2 separate regions of the Zea mays genome follow, and region 1 is linked to region 2. Evidence: chromatin contacts called from public Hi-C data. All regions are on one chromosome and are shown on one strand. Each heading gives the region's core, a stretch centred on a gene start, on an enhancer-like site or on the middle of the called end of the contact. The rest is flanking DNA. Distances are from core to core; before and after follow the strand shown.

Region 1 (2,700 bases), core at 187-2,686, 330 kb before region 2:
ACCTCGTGCACGCGGTGGGTGCAAGCCTTGTCGATATCCACGGCGTGCTCCTCGCCGGCCACGGCGGCGGCGACAGCCGCGGCGACCTCCGAGGGCCTGAAACCCAGGCAGCACGTTCCTGCCATGCGTCCGTCCGTAACAGCGACGTCGGGTCAATCGATCGAAATGCGCCAATGGTTGTCTATGAGAGAGAGAGAGAGCTGCACCGGGTGAGGATTTTCACCTCTCGCGACGCGCAGGATGAGCTCCGCGGATCGGAGGACGGCGCGTCTGCTCGGCGCACCGCCGTCTTTGAGCCGGTGGAGGAAGTAGTCGATGTACGAGAAGGGGGTGACCGCTCGCATCCTCCATCTGAGCGTGCTGAGGACCAGCAGCTCCATCCTCTGCACCGTCTTCGCCTCGAACACGTACCGCGCGTCCCCGACCTGCTGGCCGACAGGACCCAACAACAGCAGCGATCAGGAACAAGGTCTCAGGGGCGGCCCACTGGAACGTGTGGTGTGTGCGTCCCCTACGCATTGCTCTCTCACCTGCAGGTCCAGAGACGGAGGAACGTAGGTCTCCTCCATCTTGGCAGCCAGGGACAAGCACGCCACGGACAGCAGCTGCGTCGTCCAAGACTTGCCTTCCTGAAACGGTGATCGAGACAGGCGTCATTACCGGCACTAAGAACACTGGAACATACGCTCTGATTTCTGAACGCCATTTTTGTTCCAAGCACCAAGAAGTAAACAGTGCCACTCCACCATCACTTCGTAGGCTTTGACGATTCTTACCGGAAGCTGGTAGAGCGAGAGGAAGCGGTCCAGGTAGTTGACGGCCAAGCAGGCGGTGAGAGGGCCGAAACCGTAGTACGCGTGAACCTGTCGAGAGGCGAAACTGTCAGATTCATAGCCCGGAATCCGGATGGACGGGCACAAGGACTCGAGAGATCAGCGAAGACTGCATTGACCGAGGAGAGCAGCACCTCACCTTCCAAATCCAGTCGATGGCGTCCGTCCGGACGCGGAGATCCGTGCCCCCGCCGCGCAGCCTCTCGGCGTAGTCCTCCCGCGGCATGTGCGCCGCCTCCGCCTCCACGAAACCGGCGACGCATTCCTCGGACGGCACGGGGAAGACCACGCTGGGCTCCCCGCGCGTCCTGCTCCGCGCCAGCAGCACCTCCTCCTCCTCCTCCTGGCCCCCCGCTTCGAGGTCCAGGATGCTGCTGCTGTCCTCGCCGCACAGCAGGGTGGAAGCCGCCATCTCGTAGCTGCTCGGCGCCATTCCCCTCTGCAGGATTTTGGTAATCTGGTGCCCGAACGGTAATGGTACAGATACTGATTGGCTGTCTGGCTCTGATAGGACTCCTCCTCTTCTCCTTCCTGCTCGTGTTCTTGATGCGACCGAGGAAGGCGAGGAGTGGAGGAGGAGCGAGTGACGGAGTGAGCGATGTGCTGCGTGCTGTGTGCCGTGACGTGAGGCCCCTTTTGTATGAACCGGCGTGCAGAGTAGGCGGGGGCATTTTCGGCAAGCATTGACGAGGACGCGATTAGTACGCGAAAGCTTGGACAAGGGCAGCGGGAAGGAAGGATGAGGCTGTGATTAGAGAAATGGATGCTCGCTTTCCTTCTGTTATTTTTCTTTTCTTTTCTAGTCTGTACTTTGAGACGCTCTACTTTTTAGAGCTTTTACGGCATGGACTTTCAGCGTTCTTTGTGCCATTTCGGCTTTTTGACCCAGCCACTCAGGTAATAATAAGTGGTTACCTTATTACCAACGTTGAAGTTTGAAAAGGAATAATGTACACATATATATATAGTCATATTCACTCAGTACTACTGCTACCAGTACTGAATTCACACCTGTGGACGATTTCCGGCCAAAAAAGGAACAAATTTATACTGCGTGGCTAAACTGTGGATGAGTGTTTTAAATTCAATATTATTTTATGTATTTGAAATAGAGGATACAAAATGGTTATTTCTGCTGACGGTGACGGCTGATGTGATTGTTGGTTAGCGATAAGTTATAACCGTAGTGTAAACGACCATTGACGTGACAATGACATAGACCTAACGATAACAAATTGAGTGGGCAATACCACTGAACCGGCCTTACCAACTGCCACATCAACTATCAATCACATTATCGACCATTGTCGGTCCTTATCTACCATAGCGCTATAGTGTATAGTCTTTGCCATCAGCTTAGAATCACCTCAACGCTACATTAGTTTTTTTTTATGTACTTCTATTTAAAATTCATGATGTTTTATTAAAGTAAAAAAATCATCAGAGTACATAATTAAGAAAAAACATAATTCATGAAAATACAAACTTAAGAAATATAAATTACATCATTTATAAAAAAAATAGATACACTACTCTTCTCATTGTTTTTCTCTTCCACTTCTTTCGCATCTTCTTCCTCGTCTATTTTAATTGCTTGGTCACTTTTTAAGATCAACTTGTGGGCCCTTTTCATGTCATCGTTCATATCAGTGGCAGAGCGACCCAACAACTTTTGCTCAGACAATTTTGATCGGGACATTCTCTAGTTAGCATTGTAGAGCTTGTTCAACATACTCTTTTCCATGACAGAGGATCATTGTTACGCGTTGCTGGCCTATTCCCTTTGTGTTGAGGTCTTCTCGACTGCAGCCAATAAGAGACGGTGGGGCTGACACTAAGTGGTGATGTGAGTGATAATTGTTGTCTA
Region 2 (2,985 bases), core at 422-2,921:
CGTACCAAATGCACATGTGCACCGATATGTTCCCAAATTTGATAATGTTTTCAAGCTAAACATCGAGTAGCGGTTTTTATTACTGATCTACCCGATCTAAAATACTGGGGTACCCGAATGTCCACATTTGTTTTTTTGTGATGTTTTGTGTTTGAACCTCTATATATTTGTGTTATTATATTACTGTTTGTTCCCTTATAAATTTATAACTAATACAGTGTTTGTGTAATTACTTTGTAACATGTGTATTTAATGTTATATTAGCTTCTTTTGGAAAAAAAAAAGTTCCATTAGTTCGGTCATAACGGGAACGAAACTAAAATAGTTAAGGTAGTGTTTGGATGGAGGGACGAGGAAGGATGAAGAGGGATGGGATGAGATCATTCTAACTTGACCCGCGTTTGGTTTGGAGGTCCAGAGTCAGGGTCAAGGAATATTCTTCAAAAATGGTGGATGAGGTCATCCCTCAAAAAATAAGGGACGGGATCAGCCCAAGGTTGATCCCGTCCCATCCCTCGTTGACACCAAACCAAACACTACCTAAATGTTCAGTTATCTTACTATATTTTATATTTTAAGAGCCAAATTTCTTTAATCAAATTAAAGCGCGCATGCGGACACGAGGGTGCCGCGACGCGACGCGGACGTCTTTCTGCTCAATTTTGTGGCCCTGTTTCCGGTGCTCACTTCCGTGCCGGTGACGGGTTCGAAGTGTCGTGCGCAGTCGGCGAAGAGGATAGGCCTGCCACTCATTGTCCGTGTCATATCTGGAGGTGGAGCAGTTGTCTTCTCTCTCTCTCTTCTATAGAGCCAATCGCAAAGCGCGGTGCTGTCATGGAGGTTGGGAGAGGAGCACGTGGCCGTCCAGAATCCAGTGATCCACCACAACCGCCCGTCCATTCTCCAGGCCATGCCGCGCACGGCACTGCTCCGCCTCGCCGCTGCTTCGACGACGCGCGCGTCCTCGGCTTCCGCGGCGGCGCGGCGACTGTGCCCGTCCTCAGAGTCAGACGACGGCGGCGAGCGGCACGCGGCCGCCCGGAAGGATGAGCTCCTCCCGCCGCCCCGCACGCCGCGCCCCGACGAGCGGCGGCTGTCTCGGCGTGGAGAGCATCGGTGAGCATGGAGCCATGGATAGATATAGTAGTAAAAGCGTGCATTCGAGCACTTCTCTGCTCGCGCGAATACCTCGTGTGTGTGTGTTTCTTGTTTTTCCTGTCCCCGCTGCGGTCATCTTCGTTTCCGTCGATCACGCTCATTATTCAATGGCGGGTCTGCATTCTTTTTCTATTTTTTTCCTCAAAAACTACCAGCAGGACGTCTGGAGTATTCTTCTTCTAATCATGATACGTCGTCGTGCGTCGTAAAACGACACATGCGTATGGATTGGACACAGGCAACTCCAATCACTCTACCGTATCCGTATGGACGTTTGTAGACCATTCATTGATCATTGCGGGCCTAATAAATACGGTCCTGCCTGCCAGGTGTCCCACCCACTGCAACCGCTCCAACAAGTAGGGAATTGAACGGTGAGGGTCGCTCCACCGCACATCCAATCCGACGGCACGACTCTCGCGCGGGTCGGTCGCCCCGGCCCACACCCACACTGGAGCGTCAATGAAATTTCAGCCCCAAACAGTCCAATCACGGTAACTAATCACTTTGCACGAAAACAGATTAAAACAATAAAACCACCGCCACCGCCACCTCGACCTCGACTCCTCCGCCCCATCGCCGTCGTCCCCGTCTCCTCCGCCTTGCTGTCTGTCCGCTGCTCACCTCCCCTAAAAGGAGGCACCCCCGGCCATTGCCGCACCAAGCTCCCCTTCCTCGAATGCCCCAGGCCCGGACACCACGACGCCCTGCCCCGTGCTCACATGGCTAGCGGCGTCCTCCACCGCTCCGCCTCCCGATGTCTCCGCCCTGCCGCCGCGCCAACCCCCGACTCCGGCAGGGGCCACGGCGCGGTTATGGTGAGCTTCTATCCGCGCTCGCTTTCGCCGTCTCTTGGGGTTTCCGACTCGCTGGGACTCCCTCTTTGCTTATCTCTGGGTTTTCTCGGGTGCCGCAGATCGGTGATTCGGGGACGCGCGGTGTTGCTCTGCGGCTGGGAGGATCTAGCCGGTGAGTCGAGTCGATCTCCTCTGTAATTTCTGCAGCTTCTAAGTTTGGATCAGCGATCAGGTCGCGCAACTGTCTGTCTTCACGATTCCCTTGCTTCCATCGTGTCCGGCGCAACCTCCCCTGGTTCCTTGAGTATCTAAACTACTTATCTAGCTTCTCCGTGCAATAACTCCAATTGCCTCCTCGGTGGCTTACTATGTACCTTAGCTTGGTGAATTCTGCAGCGCAAGAAATGAGATCCAAATTGAGATTTGAGAATTTGTATTTCTGGGGGCCGTTTAGCTTAGTCAACTACTTGGTTCAACAGTTTAGATCAACGTTCCACTTTCTTGCGATTTGAATTTGCAGTAGCCTGTAGTACACTGTTGTCGGATGGAAACACTAATGGTAGATGGATATATTTGTTTTCCTCTGTGTGGATTGACATATTGTAAGTGCTTTAATGTACTCACGAACGGTTCCAATTTAAGCCTATCCTAAAACATCGCTTTCAGATAACTCTATATTTATTATTATCAGCTAATTAGTGGTTTTCAGATAAGTTTTTTTTTTTGGGGGGGGGGGGGGGGGGGTCGCATCCAATTTACACCAATTATCTGTAGACCTATATAGTGTTGTGATCTCCGGACATTACATAAACTCACATGAATTTTGCCAGCCAGGATTTTGCATTTTCTTGTACCACAAAAACATCGTTGTGATCCTTCAGAGATCACCCTGGCCTCCAATCCACCCAGTTCTTAATATGTTTGGGCAGAAAATTATTTAATAAGATCGTCTTCTGCAGGAGAGAGTTATTATCTGTCACAATGGCCTCCAGAGACCACACTGGCTTGACCCGACAACTTTTGGATTTTC

Evidence for each region. A called contact is a pair of places that touch in the nucleus more often than the background predicts.
Region 1: a Hi-C map of endosperm shows a contact between it and region 2, with 2.4 times the contacts expected there. The contact joins the promoter of LOC103647502 here to the promoter of LOC100272439 in region 2. A contact is called at or near these places in 2 of 25 Hi-C or Micro-C datasets (ear and endosperm).

The regions. Positions count from the first base shown.
Region 1 is chr2:192,623,689-192,626,388 of Zm-B73-REFERENCE-NAM-5.0, reverse strand. It overlaps LOC103647502 (cyclin-D4-1), which reads right to left and starts at 1,436. Exons shown (of 6, transcript XM_008672035.2): 1 at 973-1,436; 2 at 777-863; 3 at 531-629; 4 at 224-425; 5 at 3-118. The coding sequence starts at 1,266.
Region 2 is chr2:192,297,981-192,300,965 of Zm-B73-REFERENCE-NAM-5.0, reverse strand. LOC100272439 (carbonic anhydrase) reads left to right here and starts at 1,671. Exons shown (of 9, transcript NM_001359716.1): 1 at 1,671-1,976; 2 at 2,075-2,127; 3 at 2,915-2,985. The coding sequence starts at 1,881.